Regions from separate parts of the Mus musculus genome. Here region 1 is linked to region 2. The links are chromatin contacts, called in public HiChIP or PLAC-seq maps. All regions are on one chromosome and are shown on one strand. Each heading gives the region's core, a stretch centred on a gene start, on an enhancer-like site or on the middle of the called end of the contact. The rest is flanking DNA. Distances are from core to core; before and after follow the strand shown. Region 1 holds the start of Twist1 (twist basic helix-loop-helix transcription factor 1). Region 2 overlaps Hdac9 (histone deacetylase 9).

The links. HiChIP or PLAC-seq counts read pairs in DNA pulled down with a chosen protein or histone mark.
Region 1: an H3K27ac HiChIP or PLAC-seq map of the NIH/3T3 cell line shows a contact between it and region 2, with 3 times the contacts expected there. The contact joins the promoter of Twist1 here to the enhancer-like site in region 2. A contact is called at or near these places in 5 of 39 promoter capture datasets (the 3T3-L1 cell line, hippocampal neurons and liver) and 4 of 115 datasets of contacts at active chromatin or transcription factors (the NIH/3T3 cell line, fetal liver, forebrain and 1 more).

The regions. Positions count from the first base shown.
Region 1 is chr12:33,955,680-33,959,853 of GRCm38.p6, forward strand. It overlaps Twist1 (twist basic helix-loop-helix transcription factor 1), which reads left to right and starts at 1,992. Exons shown (of 2, transcript NM_011658.2): 1 at 1,992-2,959; 2 at 3,491-4,152. The coding sequence starts at 2,299. The coding sequence ends at 2,919.
Region 2 is chr12:34,497,759-34,501,968 of GRCm38.p6, forward strand. The region is part of intron 4 of Hdac9 (histone deacetylase 9); the gene reads right to left. Among named protein-coding and RNA genes, the nearest start is that of Gm51984, 280 kb to the left of the region's middle. Within about 2 kb of position 1,308, at least 67 of the 459 cell types and tissues checked have an H3K27ac peak or open chromatin away from gene starts, as enhancers often do. A contact at or near this core is called in the NIH/3T3 cell line, forebrain and hippocampal neurons, where this site is marked.

The DNA of each region.
Region 1 (4,174 bases), core at 742-3,241, 540 kb before region 2:
TTGTTTCCAAGAGATAAATTCTTGTCGGTGAAAAATGCAAATGCAAGGGTGCAGGAGTGGCTTTATTTTGAGAAGAATTGGCTACGAGCTATTAAAATTAAGTGGAGGTCAAGTAGAATCTGGTTTTCAGCCAGGCTGTCATTTTAAAATATGGTAGCGGCGGGCGAGGCCGGCCAGTTGGCACACTGTGGTCATTGTCTCTGGATATCAGTAAAAACGGTGCAGGGTAAGCCCGGGGAGGGGGGGGGGGGGTCTCTACTCGGATGAAAGTACAGTCGGGTTTACTGGCCTCAGAAGAGAGCTTTCTCTACAAAGGCTGAGTCCTCGGACTAGCCTCAGGCATTCCACACCCCAGAGTTTCCGGGACCCAGCTGAGAGCTTCAGCAGGACCCAGCCACGTGGCCTGCCCTGCGTCGCAGGGGCTCCGGCCTCCAGCTTCTCAGGAAGTCGGTGGCCGCGACCTTTGGTCCAACCCAGAAAGGGGCACTTGCTGAGCTGGCAGTTTCCCGGGGGATTGGCCAGGGGAGTGGGGATTGGGCGTTTAGCAAGGTCCTCAGCTTGGGAACAGGGCAGGAGTTCGAGACGCTCACCTCCACGCCCGCAAACTCTGCCCCTGAAACTCTGGCTACTTCCTCCGGACCCAGAATTGCCTTTCTGAGTAAGAGATCACCTTGTACCGGCTCCCTAAATCCCCATCCTACTTAAAAAACAGAAATAAATAAATAAAACATATTTAAAAAATGTAAAGAGCCCTGCAATCACTGGCTTCCATAGCCACTCTCCTTCTTGCTCATTAACCTCTCTGCTTCCACTTTTCCAGAATCCTTTTTGGGGTTTCAAGGTATTTGGTAAAAAAAAAAAAAAAAAAAAAAACAAAACAAAAAAAAAAAAACAAAAAAAACCGCTTGCAATCAACCAACATGGCTGAGTGCATTTGAGGCACCGGGAGCATAACTACTCACAAGATCTCCTAGGAAGACGAGAATATTGATCCCCCACCTTAAATGTATGGACTACCCAAGGTTAGCATGCAGGGCTTAATTTGGAGTTAGCGGACATGAAATGTTCTCAAGGTTCTCCTCCACCTAGGGCTGGCAGCGTGGAGCACCAAGGCTGCTCTATCTTTCCCTAGCTTTGCTCCCTTCAAAAGAACAAGGCTTTTCTCTGTAAAAGAATGAACTCCAGCCTAGGTCCAGCACCTTTGGAAGCACAGTCCTCTGAGAGCAGGGAAACTTTAGATTGGGTCACCGTAGCAGGAAAGGAGAGCCCAGACGTTTCTCCGGGAGGGGTGACACGGCAGGCCAGGGCGCAGATCCATAGCGCCCACGATGTGGCCACGTCTTGAGAACCGCCCTCGACCACAGGGCCAGGCAGCCGCGGGGAATCCCTTGGGACTAGAGGTTTCCGACTAGAGGTTTCCTCTACCTGACCGTTAGATGGACTCGGTTGTTGAAACTTTTCTTGCCTCGCAGCCCGGGCCCGAGCCACCCCCAAAGGGCCCGGAGAACTCCGAGGGATCCCAGGCGGGATGGGACATCACCCAGAGCGTCGAAGCCGCTTGCCACTACTGCTGTCACAGCCACTTGGGGAGGGGGAGACTGCAACAGCGACCCAGACAGTCCCCTGTTTGCGGTGCTGTGCTCGGGTGCGGGGGCGCTGGGCGCGCTCTGGCGCGGAAGGAAATCGCCCCGCGTCCTCCCCGAAGCGGAGGGGGAGAGCTGGGGGGGGGAGAGGGAGGGGAGAGGCGGGCGCAGGGGCTGGCCGCTCGGGCCAGGTCGGTTTTGAATGGTTCGCAGGACGAATTGTTAGACCCCGAGCAAGGGGGGAGGGGGCGAGGGAGGGGGGCTGGAAAGAGGAAACTTTCCTATAAAACTTCGAAAAGTCCCTCCTCCCCACGTCAGGCCAATGACACCGCTGCCCCCAAACTTTCCGCCCGCACGGAGGTATAAGAGCCGCCAAGTCCACAGCCCGCGCCCAACTCTCAGACACCTCGCGGGCTCGCCAGCACCGGCACCGGCTGCGCCAGGCCGGAACGGGGCGCGCTTGCGGCCGTCGGGCGCCTTCTTTTTGGACCTCGGGGCCCTCCACACCGTCCCCTCCCCCGCCCGCCTCCCTCCCCGCCTCCAGCGCCCTCCCCGCGGAGGTCCCCCCACCCCCATCCCGCCTCCCTGCGTCCTCCGGGCCGCACCGCCCGGGCCGGCGCCGAGCGCGGGGAAGCTGGCGGGCTAGGGCGCCCCGCTCCTCTGCTCTACCCTCCCCCGTCCCGGCTCCGCGAGGCCGCACGTCGCCGCCCGCGAGATGATGCAGGACGTGTCCAGCTCGCCAGTCTCTCCGGCCGACGACAGCCTGAGCAACAGCGAGGAGGAGCCGGACCGGCAGCAGCCGGCGAGCGGCAAGCGCGGGGCTCGCAAGAGACGCAGCAGTCGGCGCAGCGCGGGCGGCAGCGCGGGGCCCGGCGGGGCCACGGGCGGGGGCATCGGAGGCGGCGACGAGCCAGGCAGCCCGGCCCAGGGCAAGCGCGGCAAGAAATCTGCGGGCGGAGGCGGCGGCGGCGGCGCGGGCGGAGGTGGTGGCGGCGGCGGCGGCAGCAGCAGCGGGGGCGGGAGCCCGCAGTCGTACGAGGAGCTGCAGACCCAGCGGGTCATGGCTAACGTGCGGGAGCGCCAGCGCACGCAGTCGCTGAACGAGGCGTTCGCCGCCCTGCGCAAGATCATCCCCACGCTGCCCTCGGACAAGCTGAGCAAGATTCAGACCCTCAAACTGGCGGCCAGGTACATCGACTTCCTGTACCAGGTCCTGCAGAGCGACGAGCTGGACTCCAAGATGGCAAGCTGCAGCTATGTGGCCCACGAGCGGCTCAGCTACGCCTTCTCCGTCTGGAGGATGGAGGGGGCCTGGTCCATGTCCGCGTCCCACTAGCAGCGGAGCTCCCCACCCCCTCTGCAGGCCGGAGACCTAGGTAAGGACCGGCTCCAGGGATCGATCGGGCCAGGCCGCGGGTCCCCTGTTCACCTCGCCACCGTGCTGGGTATCCCCCCCCCATCCCCCTCCACTCTCCTCGCTGCCCTCCACCTAGCCAGGCACCGCCACCTCATTCCACCCGCATCCCTGGCAAGCAGTTCAGTCCCCACAGGGGAAACAGGTCCTAGGGTCGGGGAGAACCAGTGTGCCCAGGAGAGGTGTATGTGTGTGTGCGCGTGCGGGGGTGTGCATGACAGAAGATTGAGAAAGTCAAGCATAGGGGCCTTGTGCCCAAAACGCCATCCCCCAAACCCCTTTCTTTCTTCTTTAAAATTCCCTTCTTAAAACAACTGTTTCCAAATTCCACCCCCTCCTTTCCGCCCACCCACTTCCTCTTGCCCTTGGGCTGAAATCCTTCCAGGTTGTTCAGCGAAAATTCTCGCTGGTAGTGATAACAGGGCTTAGCGGTCATAGAAAACAGCCACAGAGACATCCTCAATAACCGACTTTCCCCTCTGGGTTTTTGCAGATGTCATTGTTTCCAGAGAAGGAGAAAATGGACAGTCTAGAGACTCTGGAGCTGGATAACTAAAAATAAATCTATATGACAAAGATTTTCATGGAAATTAGAAGAGCAGAGACCAAATTCACAAGAATCAGGGCGTGGGGCACACTTTTAAAAGAGAAAGCGAGACAGGCCCGTGGACAGAGATTCCCAGAGGGGCAGCAGCAGACCCCCCACACCTCTGCATTCTGATAGAAGTCTGAACACTCGTTTGTGTCCCCCCACCCCACTTTTTGACGAAGAATGTTTTATTTTTATTTTTCATGCATGCATTCTCAAGAGGTCTTGCCAATCAGCCACTGACAGGAAAGGCATCCCTGTGGACTGGCTCCATTTTAAAATGGTAACAATCAGAGGAATTTTAACACCTTTAGAAATAAAAACGCTGGGATCAAACTGGCCTGCAAAATCATAGTCAGTGAATTCCTTAAAAACCATACTTCCTCTGAAGGAAAAGAAAAACATAAATTACAAAAGACAACATTCTATTTATTTATTGATGACCCATGGTAAAATGCAAATAGATCCGGTGTCTAAATGCATTCATATTTTTATGACTGTTTTGTAAATATCTTTTGTATATTATTTTTCTGCAATAAATAAATATGATTGAAAAATTTTAAGAACTTTAAAGTTTGGTCTATATTT
Region 2 (4,210 bases), core at 58-2,557:
AGTGCCTCAGAATGTGTGGCTGTTACTTCTGAATGGCCCCAAGTGGGTTTTTTTGTACTTGGCACTACCAACACAGCCATTCACAGGGAGGCAGTCTCTCTATAAATGAACAGATTCCCACACGTAGGCTGTAATATATGCATAACACATTTTCTCGCGGTGTTAATTTTGGTCTAACATCCTCCTGATGGTCTTGATTACCTTGGAGACTTACATCCTGCCTTCTGTGTATATGTGGTTGTTAGTCACTTCTACCAAGTTGTCTCACCACCACTTCTCAAGAACTATAACACAAGATACAATGTTTCAATAACTGATTTTTTTTTTCAACAAATGTTCACTGGAGCGCCTGTTTCACCACACTGTGCTGAGGGTTAGTCCAATTTAACTCTCATGTAAAAACAGACAAACTCTATAAAGATCCAACTAGCTTTATATTAAACATAACCAGGACCATTTCAAAATGTTAGTTTCATTGAATAATTTCTTAGTTTACAAGTAAAATGTGATTATCTTAAAAAAGATCACCTCCAATTGCTTCATTCTCTCTGTCTTAATAATTGGGCATCCTAGGTCACATTTCTATGACTGCCATTCAAACAGTACATGAATCATTAAGTATCCCGAGAATGTAACAAATAAATGGAAAGCTAGCAGAGGGAGAAACGCCATTTGGGATCACACATGGACGCTGAAACATGATAGACACTAATAATTTTTAATTGGGATCATCAGAGGCTCTCTCAACTTTGCCTACTTTATTCATGGTGTGCTAATCAAACGGAGGCTGGGCACGGATTCTCGGTAAATGGTCGATGCTGTGACAAATATCCAGGCATCTGGTTATGTCAGATATCTCCCTTGGGGAATTAAAATGAAACAAGAAGTGTTTTTGTTCTTAAAAATCTGTACTCTGCTAGATACGATCCAAAAAGGACTTAAACATCTCATCTAACTTTTACAATGCTATGTTTCCAGAAGGAAATTATATTACATTTGTCCATTCAAAATGCAAAAAGCAAGACATCCAAGAAAGAGATTTGCAGCAGAGTGAGATTTAAAAGACACATTTTCCCCCTCCATTACTGGAGATAGCAAGCACTTTAAAAGCCTGTTCTTTCATAATTGGATTCCAGATCATTATTTTTTTGGCCAAAACGAAAGGTTTTCTGCATTCTTAAAATAATTAGGCAAGATTTCAAATCAAATTATCCAATTTCAAAGCTCTATTTTTCCTCTCTAAAACTCCCGTTAGAGGCCTGCAGTGACTAAGCTGTGTGTCACTCTCCTGGCTTTATTAGGAGAATGTTCTGAGTCCTTCACTTTCTATGTAATCAGAACTATAATTTCTTCAGGTTATTTTAAGAACTGGCTATGGCTAAAGCAGGAAACTCAATTTTATTCTGAGCTCTAGACATGTCGACACAGCAGCGCAAGGCTCCAGCTTCCTCGGCTATCTTCTTTCAGAAACCCTCTTGCCTCGGGTCAGAGAGAGGCTGTAGGCTAGTTGCAGCCCATTCTGCATATCCAGTTAACTCTCTCCAAGATATGAAGATAGTGGGGTTGCTCTTGTGGAGAGTGTGTGTGGGCATGTCATTACTCTCCAAATGAGGAGCTCATTTACCAGAGAGCACTGTCCTTGCTAACTTCCACTTGAAAGCGATATTCAACAGAAGGACATTTGAAAAAGCCCAGGTGCTAGAACCATTTGATTAAAAGAAAAATAAAAAAGCAGAACAGAAAGCTCTAAGTGCATATGTCTGCTTATTTCATCATCCGCCCTTAGAATTTTGTGACTTAATTAACCAGTTCTACTTAAACAAGCTGGTTGCCTCTAATTATGCTGATTTCCCCCGTGCTTCAATGTAATATTAACAGTGAGTTCTGAAAGCAACAGGCAATTTATTATTTTTTTTTCTGTACTTGGGAACTACAGTAAAGTTATCTGCCAAAGGTGAGTTTTAGAATTACGATAATAATAAAGCATCAGTACCTTTAGTAGTGTGATATCTATCCAAAAGGCCCAGATAGATATGTCTCCCTTAATGGTGAAGTTAATGGTTATGAACATTGCTTATTAATCTTAATGACCAGCATTGCAGAGTATGGCTTTTGGAACCTGTGTCTCTAGTACCAATACTTATATTACTTTTCTACCACTCCGCATAACACGTAAGATAAAGGTGGTGGTATACAAATTCTTGTGCACTCTTGCAAGTATGCCTGCATAGCAATTAGACAGAACCACTGGGCTACCTCCTGCATTTTGATAGTACCTCCAACTTTTATTCCTCCAAAGTGTCTCCATCATGATCTTTCCCTGATGGAAAAGTTGCCCTCCCATACAAGCTAAACTGGGCAGAGTTTGATGCTATTTTATGTCACTAATGTAATAAAAAGGACACCTCACTCATTCGTGTAATTCCCAGAGCCCGATTGTTTACTCCTGGCCTTAGTCTCCTCTTTGTCCTTTCGCAGCTTTGAGCACTTTTTTTTATTTTTAATCTAGGTCACCAGTACTTCTCACACCCATGCCTCACAGATATGCTAACTTCATGAGCATTTCTTGTCAGTCAGGTAGTAGAAAATAGAAGCAGGTTTTTCCATTTGATTTCTGGCTTACAAAGCCAAACAAACCATTATCCTTTTCCCAGTTTCTTTATATGGAATTACACTAGCCCAGGGCTTTGCTAAAGAGGGTTGTGATAATCAATTCATAAGTCTGTTAGAAGAAAGAGAAATACTTTCTTAAGGCATAATATCCAAACTTGTTTTTCATTGAGCACATTTTAAAAATTTGTAATGATGTGTTTTTTTTTATTTTAGTATTTTAGTGGTAGTTTTGATTTAGCCTTTGCAAGTCTCTCTCTCTCTCTCTCTCTCTGTCTCTGTTTCTCTCTGTGTGTCTCTGTCTCTCTGTCTCCCTCTCTCTATCACACACACAAACACACACACACACTGTAATTTGATCACATTTACCCCACCACCACCAATTCAGTTAAGACACTACCCCAGCATATCGCCTCTCAACTATATCCTCTTCACTTTTAGTTATTTTGTTTTATATCCTACTGATCCTAATTAGTGTTGTCCTTGTAAACATGGGTATGGGACCATCCATGGGCAACCTATCAGAACCCACATCCTCAATGAAAAATGGCTCCTCCTCCCCCCCCCCCCCCCAGAAGCTATCAGCTGCTAGTAATTCCTCAGATTGTCATGGACTCTTTGTGGGTATCTTGCCTAACCATGCTGCAGTTTTAACTGGCTTAATCTTACACAGTTTTTGTAAATGTATATTTGGTGATTGTGATTTCATGTGTGTGAGTAAAGCCAGCATGCCATATTTGGATACAGTATTTCATAGTGCTGCTCCTTATCTTCTGGTTCATACACCTTTTTCTGTCTCTTCCTCTATAATGTCTCCTCAACTGTGAGGTTGAAATCTCCCATTGAGAGAAGACAACTCACTGTCACTTGTATTCAACATTTCACTGGCTATAATGATCTCCATTGAATATTGTCCACTGTAAAAGAAGCTCTTTGAGCAAGGCTGAGAGTGGCACAGATCTTGGGTCAGCTCTGGCTTTCTGCTTGGATTTGAAGATTCATCTCTCGAGGAATTTCTGCAGCCTACATCTATGTACCTTCCCTTGGGCCAACTTTCATGGAACATATTTTTAGTATTTTAATATTGCAAAGTCTTCAATACAAGCTTTAGATTCATTCTATAGAAATAGTTTATTGGTCACTTAACAGAATGTACAGATACTGGCAAAATCAACATAGATGTCACACAGCTTATTTATTTACTGATTCATAGTTCAGTATAGCAAGACCATATTGCTAAAGATACCACATAAGTGATGTGACAGGTAAAAATGGAGTTGGTAATTGGCCATTGTTTTCTTCCTTCTGGCTAGCTTTCATGGCACTGGAAGGTTCTATGTAGGCTACTGGGAGGAAGGCATCATCAATACTGTTACCCAGCTATGTACCCTGTGAACTGTAACAATGACTGGCTTAGAAAGATATGTCCATGTGTATATGTGGCATGAACGTTATTGGGTAATCAACTGCTTTCTGATTAAATATAAAGATGCTCTACAGGAGAAAACTCATGCCAGGTGCTGTAACTCTAGCCATGAAGCTAATGATAGGGCCCCCAAACCTCCAGGATGAGCATACTACTATTATCCTGCTAAATGGA